Regions from separate parts of the Mus musculus genome. Here all the other regions are linked to region 2. A link is a contact called in public HiCAR-type and promoter capture Hi-C data. All regions are on one chromosome and are shown on one strand. Each heading gives the region's core, a stretch centred on a gene start, on an enhancer-like site or on the middle of the called end of the contact. The rest is flanking DNA. Distances are from core to core; before and after follow the strand shown.

Region 1 (2,716 bases), core at 129-2,628, 2.9 Mb before region 2:
GATTTTCCCCCTATCAAGGGCTAGAACTATGATTCACAAATCAAGAGTATTCACTGCTCTTACAAAGGACACAAGTTCAGTTCCCTGTGCCCACACGGCACTCACAGTTGTCTGTAACTCCACTCCCAGGAGATTCAACACCCTCATTTTACTTCCCCGGGCACCAGACACGTACTTTGTGCACCAAGAAACAGGCAGACAAACATCCATACACAAAATTTAAAAAAAAAAAAAAATCTGGGAACCAGAGAGATGGCTCAGTACTTGAGAACACAGGCTGTTCTTCCAGAGGACCTAAGCTTGACTCCTAGCATCCACATCTGCTCACAGCTCCCTGTAACTCCAGCTCCAGGGATCTAATGTCTCTGGCTTTCTCCCACAGCTGCACCCACGTGCACATAACCACACAATTTAAAAGAATACGGTGAATTCTTTTACAGATCTTCATTAGACATTTTAATATATAATATTTTAATGTTTTGGTTTTTCGTTTTTTTCGAGACAGGGTTTCTCTGTATAGCCCTGGCTGTCCTGGAACTCACTTTGTAGACCAGGCTGGCCTCCAAAGAAGGAAACTTTATGGTGGCAACAGTAAGAACACAAATATGTCATTGTCGTATGTAAGTTACCAGTAAGGGCTCAATGAGTTTTTGTGATCGTTTCAAAGGGCGGTCAGCACTCTGACATCTGAAAACGCAACCACCCGTTCACCTTTACAGAATACTGAGATAATTATGTTTGACTTACGCGTTTTGTTGTTTGGTTTTAGATTATGGGGTTTTTTTGTTTTTTTTTTTCGGGTCAGAGTCTCTATTTAACTCAGGGTGAACTTCGAAGTGCAATCCTCCTGCCTCAGTTTCCTGAGTTGTAGGCCAAAGGCATGTGCCAAAACACTCAGCTTAATAATTAACTCAATAATTTTTAGGAAAAACCTGACATTCCAACAACCATAGCGTATACTAGAACCTTTCCCGAGCTGCTCCACTAACCCTTTCTGTAGCCGCTGCTCAGTGCCGAGCTATTCAAACACTGAAAAGCAAACGAGTGAACACGCCCTAGAAAGCCCCACGCAAGCCTCAAGTCGCTGATGGCGTTCACTTGTTCTCAGAGGAAGCTTTAATTTTAACATTAGGCAAATCTGGCATTTCCCAGCTGTAGAGGCACAGAGCAGGAACCCTTCAAGAACCCGAGCGCTGGGAACCCCAGCGCAGGCCCGACCACGCGGTTCCGAGCAGCTGCGGTACAGCAGGGCGCTCGAGCGAGGAAGCAGGAGGGAAACATCCCGCAAGAATCCCGCACACCCCACGGCCAACTCACCATGGTAAGGAGCCGTACAGCTCCCGCCGGAAGACGCTCTGAGAAGTCGCATTTCTCAAGCGGAAGGGGCGGGCCTTCAGAATCCGATTGGTTGCAGGGCGAGGGGGCGGGACTGCGCATGTACCCTAGGTCGCCGTCTTTTTGTTCTCCGCCGCCTGGGAAGTGGGCGGATTAGAGCTGCTCTGGGCGGGGCTGCTCGCCCAGGGAAAGGGTGGGCATTTATCACCTTGGGAGGAACTTTGAGGTCTGTTCAAAGTCTTCTACCAGAGTGTGAGTTTATTACAGTTTATACTCCTGTTTTAAAAATGAAGAAGCAGGAACATTAAGAAATGTCACAGTAAGGCCGGGCAAGTCTCGCTGATTTCGAGGTCAGGCTCCTCGAGGTAGACTCAGCCTATGTTAAAAATACATTTATCAAATTCCCAACTGTTTCATTAAAAATAATGTCGCAGAAAACGCTTGGCTTAAGAACACAAGGATTCGAGTTAAATCACAAGAACCTACGCCGTCACGATGGCCACACCTGTTTGATCTCAGCACTCAGGAAAGCAGAGGCAGGCATATCCTTAGTGACTCGATTTCAAAAACCCAGGTGAACGTCAACCTTAAGTATAAGGTTGTTCTCTGGCCTCCACGAGCACTTTACTGGTGCACGTCACCGGTCAGGGTGCAGCATCGCCTGCGTACTATTCTAACGCTGGAGGCTGAGGCAGGAAGACTACACTACACAGCAAAACTGTCTCAAAACCAAAACGAACGAGTGAGTGAGTGAGTGAGTGAGTGAGTGAGTGAGTGAATGAATGAATGAATGAATGAATGAAAAGAGGTGATGGCTTTTCCTGACTCCAGTCATCCAAGTGGCTACTGCAGTTTAAGAGGATCTGACACCACCACCAGGTGGTAGAGCCCTTAGGCATGACACACAAGGGTTCAATTGCCTAAACTGGGTGCAAACCTGTAACCCTATAGATTTGGTAGCTGAGGTAGAAATATTCAGTTCAAGCATACTTGGGGTTTAGAGTAGGTCACTGTCAGCCTCCCCAGTTAGTGAGAGCATCTCAAATTTAAGGAAAAAATAAGCACTTGTAGCTGGAGTCCACTGTTTTGTATATGGTGCCTGTCTTGGGAAGCTGTGGCAGGACACTGAATTCAAGTCACACTTCACTACGTAAAGTACCAAAAAGACAGAACAATAAGAGAGGGATTTCTTAGGGAGAATACTTTCGGGGGTGGGGGGTGGGGGAGAAGGAAGGGTGAGACAAGGACTAAAATTTATTATATACCAGGAAACTGTCCAAGAATAAAATATTTTTAAAAATCTGAAGCATGCCTTAAGTCTTATATGTTTCATAAGCTAGTGTGGAACTCAGAATAGCTGACTTTGAACTGAAAATACTTG
Region 2 (2,708 bases), core at 82-2,581:
CCAGCTTTTGGTCACAACTTCACCTACCTCACCTACTGTTTCATTTTCTCTTCTTCCAGTCATACTATTTATGCCGCTCTACGCAAACCTTCACACTTTTGTATGTCTGGCCAACTGTCCTTGGTGCCAACAACCCGGTCTGTTTCCAAGGTGCATTGACTTTGAGTCTAGCTTTACCATTGATCATTAAGGCTCCTGCGAACCTAGTAAAACAGCACCCTTAAATCTGATCCAACTTCTAGACACATAAAAGAACTCAATTAATTAATGGGTTTCATTAATTTACACGTTTCTCTCAAGTACAAAGCATCCAGGTTTTAAGAATCAGAGAGCAAGCATCTGGCAAGGTTACCCGCCCCCCCCCATTCCTTGCTATCTGTAGAGTCAGAAGCGCATCCCCCAATAATTATGCTCAAGTTTTCTTTTTTATTTATTTATTATTGGATATTTTCTTTATATACATTTCAAATGCTATCCCGAAAGTTCCCTATGCCCTCCCTCCACCCTGCTCCCCTACCCACCCACTCCTGCTTCTTAGCCCTGACATTCCCCCGTACTGGAGCATATAAAGTTTTATGCTCAAGTTTTCGAGGAGGCTGTCTTACACATTGCACGCTTAGAAGCTGACTCAACCTCGGTGAGTAGGTTAGGTATTATCCCAAGACTCCCAGCCGCCTAAAGCCTCAGAGCCTGGCTAACCCGGGGGCGCGCATCGCGGCCTCGTGACGTCAGAGACCCGCTCTTCCTCGAGGCCGAGCTTTTGTCTCATTGTCCCACAGTAGAACCCACCCACGACGGCGAAGGAAGCGTGCAAGCAGAGCGGTGCCCGGTGTTTTAGCTAGTGTCCACCGCACCGGGACCCAGGTGGTGCAAGCTTCCAGCCGCCGCGTCCGCCCGACTTGGTAGCGCCCTGGAGACCGCATGGCTAGGGGGAAGGCGCCAGGGCCCTGCAGCGGGAGCCTGCATAGACCCTGGGGCGACACGCTTGCGAGTTGCGCCCCCCCCCACCTCCCCCCGCGAAGGCCCCTAAGGCGCTGGAAGCCAGCTTCCAGGCCGTCCCCAGTCCCCGCGGTCCGCAGGAGCCCGGGGGCGTGGCCTGGGCGCGAAGCCCCGCCCCACCTTGGCCAGCCCCGCCCCGCCCCACGGCCTGCTGGACTAGCCGGGTCTCCGTCCGCCGTCCTCTTCCTCCTGCGCAGCAGCCACGGCGGCGGCCCGCTCTCAGGTCACGGAAGGAGGCTTGGTGGGCGGCGGCGTACGTAGCTGGCGGGCTCTGAGGCGCGCTCAGCGCGTCCCTGTGTTCGCGGGTCGCGGAAGTGACGTACGGCACCCCGGCAGAAGCGCGTTTGAATCGGTTCCCGGGTTACTTCCCGGCCGCTGCCCACAGTCGGTGCTGCGCGGCCCGCTGAGGCTCGGAGCCGCGGCGGCTGGAGCCGAGGGCACGCGCGGGGTCGGTGTCTCCGGGAAGCGCGCCCGAGAGCCGCAGGGCCTTCTCTTTTTTTCTCCCTCAACATGGCAGCGGAGGGCGCCAGCGATCCCGCCGGCCTCTCGGAGGGATCTGGGAGAGATGGCGCCGTCGACGGCTGTAGGACGGTGTACTTGTTTGACCGGCGCGGGAAGGACTCGGAGCTAGGGGATCGCGCACTGCAGGTCTCGGAGCACGCGGACTACGCGGGGTTCCGCGCTTCTGTGTGTCAGGTACGTCCCGGGGCGCTGGAGGGATGCTCGCGAGGAGGTGAGGGTAGGTGGCCTGAAGCCTGGGTGGGTCACCGCCATAAACTTGTCAGATGGCCGGGATCTTGCGGCCTTGGCCTCTGCCGGGTGCCCACGTTGCGGATGATCCCTGGTTGGATGTCCCGGCCGGCCTGGCTTTGGCCAAGAAGGATGGGATCACGCCCCTCCGTGGGCCCGTGCTGGTCTAGCGTTCGGGACTTCCAAGTTAGTGGGCGCTTATAGGTTTAGTTACTGCTTTATGGTTGCAGAGTAGTTAGTGCATCCTCCTGTCGGAGAAGCACCTGTGTTTGTCCTAGTTTGTAACTTCAGAAGATGCAGAGTTGCATCCACTGGACAGTCAGTGTTGCGAGGGTTGCGCTGTTTGGTGGTGGTGGGGGGGTGAGATTCCAGGAGTCCGGGTACCTCAGGTTCAGGGAGGTGATGGAGGGAGTCTTTTACCGGCTTGTCTTGTCAGAAAGGTTTGCCTGGTCCGTCCCAGCAGGATTCTTCTACAGAGTAATACTAAGTTAGGTTAGTATTAGGAGCTGTCCTGGTTCTCTGAGCTCCAACTTCCTTGGGAGTTCCTGAACTAGCTCTAAGTGACCATGCGGACAACAAAGAACGAGTATACCTGCTTGGGGGGAAAAAAAAAAGAATGACTACGTAGCAAGACGTGCTTTATACTGTGAGATGCTTTATAGGTTGTTGTTGTTCTTACTGTTGCCTGAGCTTGAGTATGTTGGGGGAGGGGTATTGCGGGGTTTTGTTTTGAGGTCTTGCTGTGTAGCTCAGGCTAGCCTAGAAGTCTCTGTTGACCAGGTTGGCCTCGAACTTTATCCGCCTTTGCTGTCCAGTGTTGGTAGTCACAGACCCAAGTGCCACCGTTCTGGGCTCTGAACTTTTAAAAGAAGAATATGGCAATAAAACAGTGTTTTAAACAGTGTTTTCCTTCCAGAAAACCTAGTTTAGGACACTGATTCTCAGCTTTCCTAATGTTG
Region 3 (2,700 bases), core at 144-2,643, 2.9 Mb before region 2:
ACGATTAGCATAGATTTGGGGTCACCTGTTTCCATCTTGTAAGTAGTAATTTCATCTGTAAAAGACCTGTACTGATAGTACTCTGACCTCAGAATTATTGTGAGGATCAAAGACACATGCAAAATGAATTGACAATGCCTGCCACACAGAAAGGCGAAGAAAAGATGTTGCTTGAAGGAAACCTGAAGTATGCAGTATTCCTGCCTTCACTGCGAGGCAGGAGCGTTTGTTTTATCTTCTATGGTAGAATGATATATGCCTGTTTACCCAACTCATTCATTTAATATTTTTAACATTAAAATTTAGAAACTCGAGAGTGCCTTGGAATAAAATAAAAATAACAAAATAGTAAAAACTAAAGCAACTAGCGGTTGAAATACAGCTCAATAAAAAAGAAATCTTCAAGACTCACTATATTGGTAAAAATAATTCATGAAACTTCAGAATATGGCAAATCCGGCTCTAAGTATAAGGAGCTACTACTCCTTTCAAATCCAAGTCAACCCCCCCCTTTTTTTTTTCCTCTCCAAACACTACAGAACCCTTCTCAATGAAGTTTATACACAGCTGTTTCGATACCAAAACCTTTTGGAAGCCCAGCTCAGAGAAAGCAACACTGTTTACAGTGTTAGAAAGAATCCCGTGTGGTCGGTCACTCTAGGCCAACTGTCACTGTCACCAGCACGCCTGGGTGTCTCACGGGGACTTGGGTCATGCACAAGTGTGGGGGTGCTGAAACAAAGTCGAGTCAGGGCGCCCTGAAAGGGGTGAGGATCAACTAACTAGGCGTCGCACAGCAGGATCTGGCCTGTGGGGACTCGGACTCCCGAGGCAGATCAACTCCGGGGGTGCAGGAAAGGGACGCAAGTGGCGTCCTCCCAGGGCCGCCCGCCCCGGCCAGCCCGCCGGCCTCCCTCCAGCCCCCCAGTAGTACCTTTCTCTTCCTCGTCGATGCGCAGGGCAATGGAGATGTACTCGAAGGCCTGCTTGTGGAAGACGCGGACGCTCTCGGCCTCGCCACCCGGTCCGGGCTCTGGGGGCGAGGGCGAGGCGGGCGCCGGCGCGGTCCCGGAGCTCCTCTTGGCGGCCATGAGGGCGCGGGAGAAGCGCTGGCAGAGCCACGCGAAGAGGAGCCCCAGGTGGCAGGCCAGCAGGCGCAGCAGGGCGAAGCCGACGACCAGCGGGGACGAGAAAGAAGACGGGTTCCGCTTAGGCGGCGAGCCGGCCGCAGGGGCCGGGCCGGCGGCAGGGGCGGGGACCGCGGCGGGGGGCGGAGGCCTGGCGGGCGCCGGGCTCGCGCCGCCCGAGCCTTTCTTCTTCCGTCGTCCGGCCGGAGAACTCATTCACAGCTCCCACTGCCGCCGCCGCCATAACCCGCTTCCCGCAGACCGACGGCGACCAAGCGGCGGCGGCGGCGGCCACTGCCACTGCGGCGGCGGGGGCCCACGGAGCCGCTCGCGCGCCAGCCGGAGCCCGGGAGCCTGGCACCTGCACGCGCCGCTCGCCGGCCCCGCCCCTCGCTCCTCAGCTGCCCAGGAGCACAACCCCGTCTCCTCCTCCTCCTCCTCCTCCTCCCGCCGCGGCCGGTGGCTCCTGCCCCTCCTTTCCTTCTGTCCCCTGGGCCGCTGGCACCTCGCTGCGGCGGCCGGGCACGCGCACGTCCTCGGTGAATGGCTCTGGTGCGCGCGCGTACGCCGCCGTCTTTGTTGACCTGGGAGCTTGTGCGCATGTGCGGCATCCTCCTACCCCCCACGCCCCTGCTATGCCCCTTTCTCTGGGAACCTCAGTTCTGTAGGCGCGGTTCGGCTTGCGATGGTCCCAGGGGTTCGTCGCTCCGCAGGTTCTTCGACTTTTGAAGAATCGGAATAGGGAGCTTTGATAATAAATTTTTAAATGGGGGTTAACAGCGTTTGAGTGGCTTTACTAGTGCTCAGGTCTGCTGTCTCGCAGTGCGGTTGTTTGCCTTTGTGTGAGATGCTGACCTCCAACTCCTCTTGTAGCTGAGGAAGGAGGCCTTCAACTCCTGATCTTTCTGCCTCCGTCTCCCCAAAACTAGGATTACAGGTGTGCATCATCACTCCTATTGCTTTATATATCTTTGTTTTCTGCTGGTTGAGCCAATAGGTCTTTTGCAAAGGATGGCTGATCTGAGTTTCGTATCAGAGGCAGTGTGTAGCAATTTGGGTATGTTAGCTGAGAGGGAAACAAGTTGCAGAGACAAAGTTCAAGACATCCTAAAGGGAAAACTTTATTACCACGAGGACCACGAACCCTACTTTCAACTAACCTATTACACGTTTGTGTTATCTCAGGATTAGTTATGTGAATGCAGTCATTCTTGGGTTTTGCCTAGTTACCATACTTGGTAGAATCCATACTATCTGTGTGTGCACGTGGATGTGTGTATATGTCTTCACCATTTCTTCCTTTGGTAGACTATCTATCTACTCAATATTTCCCATATTCTAATGATCAGCAGTTGTTCTACAGATCCTGGATCACATAGAGGAAAACAAACCGTGGGCCAGTCAGACTCCTGCGAACTGGCATCTGGAAATAGAAGTTAGTTGAAATCAAAAGCTCTAAGAGCCAGTCGATGCCATCTGTATTCCCAGAGTTTTTGGATTCCTAGACTATATTGCCTATCCAATAAACTATTCAGTCTTTCCTCTTTCTCCCTCCCTCGCCCATCCCCCTCCC

What was found. Promoter capture Hi-C pulls out the DNA fragments that hold promoters and counts their contacts. HiCAR-type assays count read pairs that join an accessible place to other places.
Region 1: a HiCAR-type map of astrocytes shows a contact between it and region 2, with 8 times the contacts expected there. The contact joins the promoter of Slc30a6 here to the promoter of Smchd1 in region 2. A contact is called at or near these places in 1 of 39 promoter capture datasets (embryonic stem cells), 1 of 115 datasets of contacts at active chromatin or transcription factors (astrocytes) and 1 of 9 other capture datasets (adipose tissue).
Region 3: a contact with region 2 is called in a promoter capture Hi-C map of embryonic stem cells, with 5 times the contacts expected there. The contact joins the promoter of Spast here to the promoter of Smchd1 in region 2.

Annotation. Positions count from the first base shown.
Region 1 is chr17:74,394,270-74,396,985 of GRCm38.p6, reverse strand. Slc30a6 (solute carrier family 30 (zinc transporter), member 6) reads right to left here and starts at 1,378. Exons shown (of 14, transcript NM_144798.6): 1 at 1,318-1,378. The coding sequence starts at 1,320.
Region 2 is chr17:71,473,966-71,476,673 of GRCm38.p6, reverse strand. It overlaps Smchd1 (SMC hinge domain containing 1), which reads left to right and starts at 1,331. Exons shown (of 48, transcript NM_028887.4): 1 at 1,331-1,695. The coding sequence starts at 1,510.
Region 3 is chr17:74,337,680-74,340,379 of GRCm38.p6, reverse strand. It overlaps Spast (spastin), which reads right to left and starts at 1,393. Exons shown (of 17, transcript NM_001162870.1): 1 at 935-1,393. The coding sequence starts at 1,343.